Regions from separate parts of the Mus musculus genome. Here region 1 is linked to region 2. A link is a contact called in public HiCAR-type data. All regions are on one chromosome and are shown on one strand. The core of a region is the stretch at or near the end of the contact, and the rest is flanking DNA. Distances in the headings are between cores, read along the strand shown.

Region 1 (5,879 bases), core at 2,008-4,507, 200 kb before region 2:
ACCCAGGCGGCTGAGATCCAAACCATGTGCAGGGTGACAACAGTTAAGTCTGCACGGGGCCGCGTGGCTGCTCAGAGCCGAGAGTAGAAAGTGTAGTTCCAGGGTCTAATCCGACCGATCCGCTGTGTTCTTTGCAAAAGGTTGCGAGGCCTTGGCCTAATAAGCATAATCTCATTACACTGCAAATAAAAGTTTCCTATTTATCTCCAGATTTCAAATGAATCTAATAAGGCTTATGATACAGTCACCCAATACCCTAATCATATTTCTGCCTATCTAAAAGCAATCAGTAATTGTGTTACGGCAGAACGTGCTGACAATACCTCTGACACAGAGAGGAGAATGAGAGCCCAGCTGTACTAATTAAATTAAATGCTGGGCTGATGGAATACATTTGCCTCAGCCGGGAGCATGGGCGCAGAATTAATAAGCATTACAGCTCTGAGCGGGAGATGGTATCATAATGGAAGCGAGGTTTTGATGTGGAGAGCCCCATTCAGATTCAATGCACCATCATGCACAGCGGTGACAGCTGCTTAGAGAGGTGCGGAGCCTCAGACAAATTGCACAGGAACTTTGTCGTCTGCATGTTCCTCACCGAGGAGCAAGGCAGGCTGCATCGCTGTGCAGCCTGAGACCCACCCTGGCCAGCTCCTGTAGGTAGTTGCAGCCCCCAGTCTTCCCCTTTCCCAGCATGCCTGTTCTCACAACATACAGTGAGCCTCTGACCTCTTCATGAGCACTCTGTGCCCACCTTCTACCTCAGATGGCAAACACCACCCCGGGATCTTAGGCAGATGGAGTTGGGTCAGTTTTTGAAAGGCGTTGCCCCTCATCCTTTCCTGCAAGCCAGGGAGGGCCCCAAGGAACGAGCTGTACAAGGGTCACTCATGCTGTGGGTCACTGGAACCCAATGATATCCCTAGCTGATGGCTCTCCATCAAGCAAGGACCGCCCTCCGTTGCTGGACCCAGCCTGCTTTGCCAGCACAGCCCAATCCCTCGCTCATAAATTAGCTGCGCTATCTTGCCGGCTGCAGTGTGGAGCTGCCGTGCCAGCCGGCCCAGGCTGCGTTCATTATCATGAGGATTTTGACAGGATATTAAATTTACTAATCCTGAACTTGCCGAACTGACCCCTCACTGGGAACAGACAATGCTGGTGTCTGCCTGTGCGATGCTTTCTGTTTTCTCTCTCCCTTCTGCCTCGTTTCTCCAAGGATACCACACGTGCTCCTGTCCTTGCAACTCAAGCCTCCCTCAGGTGCACAGGGCCACACACGCTACCAGTATCAGCTGCCAGCCCATTTCCCTGCTGTGCAGATTCCTTCCTGATTCCTTGCTTGCCACAGGTGACCAAACACGGAGCTGCCACATCCTACCCTACTTGTGCACATAGATGTGCACATAGATGACAGAGCATCCATGAATCAGACACCTGGGCACCACTGTTAAACTATGGCTTTCTGGGCAGGCTTGATGCTCTAGCCTTCACTATTGTAGCTTTGACACAGATAAACTAGCATGCTTGCCACAGGTTAGCTCCCACCCCCACATATGTATACCCCATAATCATGCCTATACACAAAGTCATGTGCCCTCCTGTACTCATATTCATATTCCACATGCACACTCATGCAAATGCCTATGTATATGCTCACATACACAATACAAGCACATCACACATATCACACACACACGGACACATGCATGCTCAAACACTATATACAACACAAACACCACACATACATATCCATATACACACTAACATACATTCATACACAAACACATCACACACATATTCACATTCTCCCATATAAAAATGTAAATATATCACACACATCATAATATATATATATTCATTCCTACATGAACATACACATGTATCTATACAACATGTATCATAGCTACATATGTATACCCACATACACACACTTTCACATTCACATATAATACATGTCACATACATCAACCCAACATGTATATTCCCTCAATTTTCACATACATGTACATAAAATATATACATACATCACAATCAGACACATACCCACACACTGTCATATATACATATGCAACATATACCACACACTTCACACCACATATGTATATAGTTATACCCACTTATAACACATGCTTATGTATGTGTACACATATCATGGTTACATGTATCTAACACATACATACTCATCTATACTTTGTGTGCAGAGACTCCTCATATACATGCATACACATGACTCACACACATGTACACACAGAGGCACAGAAACACACATCAAACTTATGTACTGACTTCCAAAACTCATATACACATGTTTACACACATGTCCAAATGCACAGATGTGCATACATCACATATGAGCACACATACTTACCCTTTAACACACACACACACACACACATCCATGCACACTCATTAATGTGGGCATACACACTCACAGTTACACATGTATACATACATATCCAAAGCTGCACACATGAACACATTATACCTCCCATGTGTTCACATGCTGGAATAGACTCACCCACATTCATGGGCACATATATTTATTTGTACATGTGCATAAAACATGAGTTTCCCCTATACATGTGCTCACACAGTCCTGCCATCGGCTTGGTACCAGGGGTGTTCTCTGGGACACCTGTCCCTCCAGCCTGAGGCCTCCCCTCCGCACTCATCCATCGGTGCACATCCTCGGCTGCCGCATCTTCCTGCATTCTCATGCCCGCGACAGTCAGATGCACACACAGATCGGAAAAGCAATTGCCACTCTTTGTTTATTTTCCTATAAATAAAGCCTCAGTATATCAGACCCTCGGAGTATTTTTAGAAAGTTCTGGTTACTACAGCAGAATTCAGTATCTGGCCCATTCATAAGCTCTCTGCGCTTCAGAAAAACAAGACCCGCTGCCGCCGGTTTCCACCAGCCTTCTGCCAGTTTTGCTTTCTAAATTATTCAACATTAAGATCCAGTCAACTCTCCTACCTCCTCAAAAAACTCCTGCAAACAGTGCCAATTAAGTTGCTGAAAACAGCCGATTTCCACTGATACCGTACAGATAAAGCTGACCATTAAATTGCAATTTGCCATCCCAGCCAGCGGTGGCTGCTGACAGCCTGCCGGGCTTGTAATCTCATTTAACCCTTCCTGTCAGGAGCGCCCCACCCCTTCACATAATGCCACCAAATTAGACTCGACAGGGCGGTTGGAAAGCGAAGCCTCTTTAGCTAAAAGTCAGGCCGCAGTGGGCAGCCCTGACCTTCAGTGGCCCCATTGGCCTCCGTTCTCCAGGGACTCTGGAGACATTTGCTTCCAGAGACAGGCCTGGTGACAGAGGGGTGGGGCGGGGCCCTGGCCACCAGGAGCTTGGCTTTCCCTGGGGGCAAATTACAGAGAGTTTTTTTCTAAACAATGGAGGGAAATTTCACCTGGGCCTTTCAAGTCTTTCTTTGGTAATAAAAGACGAATCAGGTGCTTCTGTTCAAACCCGCACTGGCTCAATATTTTCCTCTGCCTGTGGTGCCCTCTGACTTGGAGCCAGGGGGAGGCTCTGCTGGAACACAGAGCCCCCACCCCCCTCCGGCCTCACCGCCTGCATTTTAGATGAGGCCATCTTAGCTGGTGGCTGGCGTCTTCAAAGCCACCCCAACTGGCATTTACTGCAGTCCAATTTTCAGAAGGGAAGCAGCTGCCTGGGGCCCCTCACTCCATCGTCCCCTGCCGCCCACCCATCCCACCCGTTTTGTTCGGTGCCCAGTATCATCCTGACAACACCGATTTCTTAGGATAGTCATGCCTGCTTCCCGAAATCAAAGCCCAGCCCACAGTGTTTAATATCCAACAACAACCACAAGTCTGGAATTTAGCCCAAGTGACTTTATATCATCCTATTAGAAAATAATTCTCCCCCCCTTTCTCTTTCCGTTTCTCTCTCTGTCTCTTTCCTTTCTTTCATCTTTAAAACAATCAGTTATTAATCTAAAAGAGCTTCCGTGAGCACACAGGTTTTTCCCTCCCACAAGAACAAATTAAATGTTTCAAGGTCACATCACAGGCCAGAGCAGCGTCTTCAAGAGCAAATGTATTTTTTTGTTTTATAGGAAGGTCCCCAAACAACGTACTTGAAAATTCTGTCAGACTTCTCACCCCACTTCCCTGTTTGTATCTAGAAATTAGGTTGTAATTGCACAAATGAAAAACTATATATACAAGTATAGCTTAGGGAGAAATGGGAGAGAGAGAGAGAGAGAGAGAGAGAGAGAGAGACTTTGAATTGATTTGCTTCTCTTTGGGAAACAATATGAAAAAGCAGAGAAAGTTCACAATGTTTGTGGGTTCTGGGGCGCGCTCTGCTTTCTCACTGCATCTCCTTGTGCATATCAGCTGTCTACCCCTGGCTGATGGCCCCTGCGCCCACACCCTCTCTGTGACTCACCCTTCAGACTCCCAGAGCCTCACAGCGGGGGGAAAGGACTCTCAGGACTTCTGGAAGCTGCCGCCCTTGGCTGGGTGGTGGTCGCTGTGGTCAGTCCCAGCTTCAGACCTCAGTTCATCCTCGATGCCGGCCGACTCGAGCTCCGAGCCACCCCACCCCACCCCACCCCTCAGCCTCTTCTTTCTCCTCCTTGAAGAAAGTTAGCTGGACTTGCAACCGAAGCCACCTCAATGTTTATCCCACTTCCTGGGGCTGCAGTGGAGTGAAGTCCTGCCTGCCCAAGCCTTTTGCGATGGAGTGGTTTATTTAATTTGTCAGTATAATGGGAGCAGCTGAATGAGAGACAGAGAATGCAGTGTGGTATAAAAGAAACAAAGGCTAAAAGTACCACTATTTTGATTCTCTTTTTAAAATTACTTCCAAAGTGTGGTGTCCATTGTGAGGAGGAATGCTGAGCAAAGCCAGGGTCTTGGCAGTGTTCACAGAGCTCATTCACCCACAGCCAGCCCTGTCTGTACATTCAGAGGTAGAATACACTTATAAATGATGTATTGGAGGGACTATAGCTCCCATTGTGCCTTCGGTGTAAACAAAAAAGCAGACCGGAGCTGACTGGCATATGGGCAGCGAGGCCTGGCTGGACCCAGCCAGTCTCTCCTCTGTGAGGGAAACTGGGAACTGGAATGGCTCACAGGGCAGGTTATTCCTGAAGGCTTCACTCCTGGGCTCTCCTCTCCACCCACCACCAACCCTGAGGCTGGACACTGGGCCTTCTAGAACATTCTGCTGGTCAGCACAGGCTAGATGGTATCTATCCCACTGCCTGGTGTAAACTATGTCATGACTCTTCTGGAATTTCCAGATTCTCCTCTTGGGGAATACCTCTGTTACCAACAGCACCCACAGGTTTCAAAGCACACGTGTATGGCCTTGGGGTACCATGTGCTGAGATTGGGATGTAGCCTAGGCTAGCTCTTGCTCAGAAGAGGGCTCTTTGTGCTTATCAAGCTGGCAGCTGCATAGAGTCTCTAAAGCCAACACCTCCAGCAGCTGACCGCCTCCTAGGTATGCAGTGCTTCCTGGTTCAACTGTACAGATAGAGCAGCAATGCATTTCTTTAAAACAGTGACCCCTGCTCTGTCAGAGAGGCCACGCCATGCCATTGGCAGCTCTACAACTTCGGAGTGTGTTATTTTCTCCTGATGAAATGTCTTCCCACACTTAGCACAACAGAGAAACCGCCGGTCCCTTTCCCTGTGTGCCTGCCCTGGAATAGGCTCCCAGCCTCTGTCTCTGATTAAACACTTCTCATGCTATGATCCTTAAGGGATCTTAAGCCTTCTATCTTTGGGTCCTGGAGCTGAGTGGCTGGTCCAGGCCAGCTGTTTCTACGCACAAACTGAGCCAGGCTAGGTTATGGATCGTGCAGGCTTAGAAGGGAACTTG
Region 2 (6,243 bases), core at 2,501-5,000:
GTAGGAGGAGCAGGAGGAGCAGGCGGAGCAGGAGGAGCAGGAGGAGCAGGAGGAGCAAGAGGAGCAGGAGGAGTAGGAGGAGCAGGAGCAGGAGGCAGCTGGCCGTGCTGCGCCCAGTCAGGAAGCCAAGTTTGATGACAACTGAGGCTCAGCTCCCTGCTTTGTTCCATTCAGCTCTGGAGTTCAGCCCATTCAAAGGCACAACTGTATTCAGGGTGGGTCCCTCATACACTAGGATTAACCCAATCCAGACACCTCCTCACACGCATGCCCAGTGGCTTGTTTCCTGTGGCTCTAATTCTTTCAAGCGGTAACATTAACTGTTACACAGAATGTGGTTACATGACCTGGTGTACTTGTGGCCCTGGTTTTTATTGACCCTTTTGAAGTGCAACAGGTCTCTAAGCCTGAGGACGGGCAGTATCCATCACTGCCGTCCCCTGCTCAGAAGTCCCAACAACTGCCTTCTCAGTGCCTTTGCTGCCACTTGATGGCAAGCTGACATGACTAGTAAGCCAGCGTCTTTGAGGCTCAGCAGTCCTTTGCTGACTTGGAGATGACAGTTCCTCCTTCCGTCACTGAAGGACCCAGTGCAAAGGAAGTTGACATTTTCCTTCTTAAACATCCAACCTGAAAGTCAACCAATTCAGTCATTGAAGATGGAGCCATGTGACAAGGGGGGAGGACACTCATTAATCACCACCCTATCGATACACAGATCCTCTCTAAATCCCAGCAGTTCCAGCAATATACTGGATATGCCCTCTAGGTCAGGGTTTAGAGATTAAAAGAAAACAAAGTCAGGGGAAGACATGGCTAAGCCAGGTGTTAGTCACCAGAGCAAGGAGAGTCCACCATGTGTGTGACTGTGTGTGCTTGCTGGAAAAGGGAGTCTCGTGCATTTCCAATCCCCACCTTCACAGCGGTGTCACAGTACTCCTCAGACCAGTCTTAAATGCTTGCCTTTAAAGAACAGAAAGGGGTACCCTGCTAGTTCAGCTGTCAGGGCAGGAGACTTTCAGATAAAAAGGAACACATTGTAAGAAAGAGAGCATTAGAAATATCCCTAAATATACCTGCAAGCAAAAAACCACAGCACTCAGGACTACTCAGGTCTACAAACTCCCATACACTTAAGAGACTTACATGGTCTGCTCTAGAGCTAGCTTGTTGGGTGGAATTTCAGGTGTCTGTGACAGTCAGTAAGTGGTTCTACAATCAGACCATGCAGTGAACCCAGGGATAAAAAATAAGTTACATTCACGTGGTCCCAGGAATTCTGAAATCGTTCATGGCCGTACTTCACCCTTTCCTACTTTCAGACCACAACAGACCCGCCCAATTATGCTTGCATGCTTTGGCATTGCCTTCCAAATTGCTTTCCCAAATGTCAGATCAGACAGAGAGACTTATCATAAGATCTAAGCTTGCTTTGTGATCCAAGCCAAGGAGGGCACTGTACACACATTCTGCAAACCAGTTGTTCATCCCTAACAATAGTGATGCCAGTCTTTGCTTCACATCACTACACATCATGTCAAATGTTTGGAGAGATTGTATTTTGCCATATTTCTACTTTGCCACAGAAGCTAACAGTGCACAGGCACAGCTTCACAACACAGGGGAAGGGACCCTCCGATGTCCCCACCTCTCCTCACAGCCAAGGTGGCTCAGCAACTGCCACAGGTACAAGGCATCATCTATTCATGAGCACATCAGATCCAGGTCTTTTCTCACATCCAACCTGGCTTGACCCACTAGGGCCCACTGCATTTCTACTGTTGTCTGTGATCACTCAGCTGACCTCTCAGCAGGAGCTGGTGAGCTGCTTGGCCACACTAAGGACATTTGGTCCTAGCCGCCTTCCCCATGGAGTAGACAACCACAGGATGCTGATTGCCTGGGAAAAAAGTTAGAACACTCAAAGTCAGGGAAGTGTTACTATGTGTCCCTGATGCCATTGGCCTGTAAGAAGTGTTACTATGTGTCCCTGGTGCCACTGGCCTGTGAGAAGTGTTACTATGTGTCCCTGGTGCCACTGGCCTGTGAGAAGTGTTACTATGTGTCCCTGGTGCCATTGGCCTATAGGAAGTGTTACTATGTGTCCCTAGTGCCATTGGCCTATAGGAAGTGTTACTATGTGTCCCTGGTGCCATTAGTCTGTGAGAAGTGTTACTATGTGTCCCTGGTGCCATTGGCCTATAGGAAGTGTTACTATGTGTCCCTAGTGCCATTGGCCTATAGGAAGTGTTACTATGTGTCCCTGGTGCCATTAGTCTGTGAGAAGTGTTACTATGTGTCCCTGGTGCCATTGGCCTATAGGAAGTGTTACTATGTGTCCCTAGTGCCATTAGTCTGTGAGAAGTGTTACTATGTGTCCCTGGTGCCATTGGCCTATAGGAAGTGTTACTATGCATTCCTGGTACCACTGCCCCAGGCCAGGTAAACAATGGAGGTCTCTCCAGATCAGCCACACAACCATCACTGGTGAAAGAGGATACAGTATTAGTGCTGAGGTGGTCACAAGACAGAAGGCCCTACATGGTCCTTCACAGGAAGGGCAGCTTATAATGTGGTAAACTGAGCTGATTCAAACTGATTGACTTGGGACCTGCAAGCAGACAGCCTCCTATAGATCAGTCAGTACCTGAGCCTAGCTACTCCCTTGCCTCTGGGCCACCATAGCTGCACGACCTAGTATAGGCCCATCTGCCCACTCAGAATGACTCATTCTTAAAAAAAAAAAAAAAATGGTGCCACAGCCTATCCCTGTCCCTGAGAAAGGCTTGAGTCAGTGCTGCCTGGATTCTTCCTGCCCTCTTTCATCTGTCTGTCATCTGAAGCCCGGGCATTGTCAGCCTGCCTCAGGTCTGCTCTGACAATGTCAGTAGTGTTTCTGGTTATGATTTTTCAACCCACTCCCCCACACTGTTGTCCACAGTATCCCCACAGCTGCAGGATGTGGCTCTGTTGGGGACCCGGCAGCCAAGCAGCCTGAGGAGGGGCAGGCACTGTGGTAAATGTTTCCTTAGCACCTCTAGCGACTGCCAAGACCCTCCTCATAGCAAGAGATGTGCTCAGAGAAACAGCCCAGGTGTCCTTTGCCTAGAAGGTGAAGGTATGGGAATGGTGCAGCAGCTGTCAGATTCTGTCCTGGGGGACAAGAAGCTGACACCTGTCTCTATCTGTACCCTTAGGTCAGGCACTCTGCCCCAGGCTCTTTCCGTCTTTAAATGGGTGGGAATCTCCCCACTTTGCCCTGAAGAGCACAGAAGAAACACACAATCAGAAAGGAAGAAAGTCTTTTCAAGGCTGTTTACTTGGGTGCAGCATTGACAAATGTTTCTTTCTCCTCCAGGGCCCACCCACAGACAGCAAGAGAACAATGATGCTCAGGAGCTGCTGGCGGCTGAGGGGCGACGTCTCGGAGCCCTGCCGAGCCCATTCAGCCTGCCCGGGTGCCAGCCTGCAGCTCCAAGCCTGGCCCACGGCTAATTACAATGGCATTGATGAGGCTTTGGGAGTTCCTGTGTTTACTTACGTAGCTTAGCAAGTCTCTCAGTTATAAAAAAAAAAAGAAAAAGGAGAATCACTAATGTTTCAGAAAAAGAGTGTGCCGATGAGGAAGAAAGAATTTACTTCTTAAATGTATTGATATTGAAAATAGAGCCAAGCTCTTCCTCTGGCATGGCCCCTGTCTCTGGAAGATTCCAGAGGCGCTTGTGTCTGCCAGCGGACGGATGTGTGTCAGAAGCCCCAGGCTCCAGTTACAGAGTGTCTAACTTATCCGTGCAAGCAAACAACCAAAGTTACATCATTTTAATCAACACTCATCATTTTAATTGCCTGCATCTCCCCCCAGAACAAAATGACACTATAGTTTTATGGTATTTGATTAATGAGGGCAGGAAAATTGAAGTTTTTGCAATAAAACTAAAAAAAAAAAAATCAACAGACTTTTATCGTTTTTTCCCTTGTGATTTTAATTTAATGGCTCGTGTTTTCATTACCACAGAGGCTGTACACTTTAGCTCGCAATTATGCCCCATCTGTGAGGCACTGTGTTACTGTGTTATTACAGTTTATTCTAGGAGCTTTTCAATCACTTTTGAGTTGGGCTTTATAAGTATTCTTGCAGCAGGTGGGCTTCCTGGCATGCGACCAGGAGCACACAAAGCGCCAAGCTGGAGTTTAATGGCAGCATATGCACGTGGCACGGAGCACCAGCCTTCCCCATATGCTGCTAAGCAGCCCCTTAAGCCTGCCAGTCACTCTTCTTTCTGACTACGGTCTCTAAGTAGTTCTCTGCCAGGGAAAAATATACGAAGGCAGCGAATTTTTCCAGTGTGCACCATCCTTATTATTGAGACAACCCTGTCATTAGCACAGGCACAATGAACCCAAACCTGGGATGCATACCAATTAGGCTGCATGAGCACTTCTGCTTCTTATCTCTATGGAAACGGCCCCCCTGACTGCAGTGGACAAGCAGGAGTGTCCCCCCACCCATATGTCACCTAGTTAACACTGTGCACTTTCATGTGAACCAAAATCTGCCCTAGCCCTCACAGCAGCGCAGAGAAAGAAAGGGAGCAACGGAAGTCTCTCTCAGAACTGTGGGAGGGATGCATCCTTAGAGAGCGGGCTGGTTGGCATGGCCGTCTCAGGAAGTGCAGAGTGAGGATCTGTCTATCTTTGAATCTAGAAGTCATTTTCTCCCATTAAATCTAGCAGGGAGAGTTCAGGCAAGCTAAAAGAAATTTCTACATCCCGTGGAAGAAAAATAGAGCCTAAATATTTTCCTCAAAATTTATATAAAGTGTTTTACTCATAAGCAACCGAGATACCCCCTCAGAGCCCTGGGCACCAGAGTCACTTTGCTCCAGACCTTCCACCAGCCCCATGGACACCAATGTCCACAAGGAAACAAAGGCTCAAAACGTTTGAATGTGCAAAGCTTTTGCCACCGAATACTGAGAACTTTGCAAAGACCCATGGGTGATCTTTTGTTCTGAGTGTGTAAGAGGAGAAAAAAAACAGGGAGGGGCAGCAAGGGAGAGAGAGAAAGGGAGAGGCAGCCAGGAGACAGACAAACAGACAGGCAGACAGACAGACAGACTTTTTATCTTAGTGGCTCTCTCAATTACAGCTGGGGTATTTTGGACTCATGTTCACCCTATGGCTTGGGATTCTCATTGTCCTCTACTGTGCTGAGTATCAGAACATGACACACACTGTGGCTTCATCTTCCTCCACTTCCCAGTGGTAATGTAAGAGATACTAGAGGCTAAACAAGGCTGTCTGGGTAGGCAACTCACTCTCTTAGGGGACTTGCCATAGCCCAGCAGTGCCATGTTCTAAGCCAGCTGCTGTGTCTTGTTTCTTCTGCTAGGAGACTCCACAGTGCCTATGGAAGGATGGATATCCATCTTCAGCAAATGAGAACTATCTTAGGTAGGGTTTTTATTGCTGAGAAGAAACACCATGGCCAAAAAGCAAGCTGGATAGGAAAGGGTTAATTTGGCTTACACTTCCTTATTGCTGTTGATTATTGAAGTCAGGACAGGAACTAAAACAGGGCAGGAACCTGGAAGCAGGAGCTGATGCAGAAGCCATGGAGGGGTGCTGCTTATTGGCTTGCTCCTCATGGCTTGCTTAGACTGCTTTTGCCCAGGATCACCAGCCCAGGGATGGCACCACCCACAATAGACTGAACCCTCCCATATCAATCATCGATTAAGAAAATGCTGACATTGCCCACAGCTCACTCTTATGGAGGAATTTTCTCAATTGAGGCTCCCTGCTCTGAGATGACTTCAGCTTGAATCAAGTTGACATTAAACTGTCTGGCACAAGGGAAGACACTTGAAGATTTACAGCCTAAGCATCATGTTTTAGGGCCCAAGGAATACTTGGAACTGAGTACAAAGGCCTTGGAGTTCAGCAGCTTGAATTCCACTCTGGCTTCAGAGATGAGGATCCCACAGTCAGGACTCTGCTCCAGCCAGCATCAGTTCAACCCTCAGCTCTGCCACTTACTAGCTGTGCTGCTTTGGACAGTTTAGTCAACCTCTCTGAAGTTTGTGTTACTGCTGCTACTAACTTCATTTGTTTCCATAAGACTAATTTCGTTAGCACATGGGGGGAAAGTCTGTATTTAGGTAACACTCAAGGTGTCTTGAATACTGAATCATAATACTGTAAGATTTGCTGGCAATATATTTTTCTCTGTATAAAAAAGTT

What was found. HiCAR-type assays count read pairs that join an accessible place to other places.
Region 1: a HiCAR-type map of astrocytes shows a contact between it and region 2, with 2.5 times the contacts expected there. The contact joins two enhancer-like sites. A contact is called at or near these places in 1 of 484 Hi-C or Micro-C datasets (uterus) and 5 of 115 datasets of contacts at active chromatin or transcription factors (VIP interneurons, astrocytes, embryonic basal ganglia and 2 more).

The regions. Positions count from the first base shown.
Region 1 is chr8:12,322,484-12,328,362 of GRCm38.p6, reverse strand. Gm51562 (a long non-coding RNA gene) reads left to right here. Exons shown (of 3, transcript XR_003947512.1): 3 at 1-119. Among named protein-coding and RNA genes, the nearest start is that of Gm33175, 5.9 kb to the right of the region's middle. Within about 2 kb of position 3,257, at least 17 of the 459 cell types and tissues checked have an H3K27ac peak or open chromatin away from gene starts, as enhancers often do. A contact at or near this core is called in astrocytes, where this site is marked.
Region 2 is chr8:12,124,773-12,131,015 of GRCm38.p6, reverse strand. No RefSeq gene overlaps it. Among named protein-coding and RNA genes, the nearest start is that of Gm33029, 110 kb to the left of the region's middle. Within about 2 kb of position 3,750, at least 68 of the 459 cell types and tissues checked have an H3K27ac peak or open chromatin away from gene starts, as enhancers often do. A contact at or near this core is called in astrocytes, where this site is marked.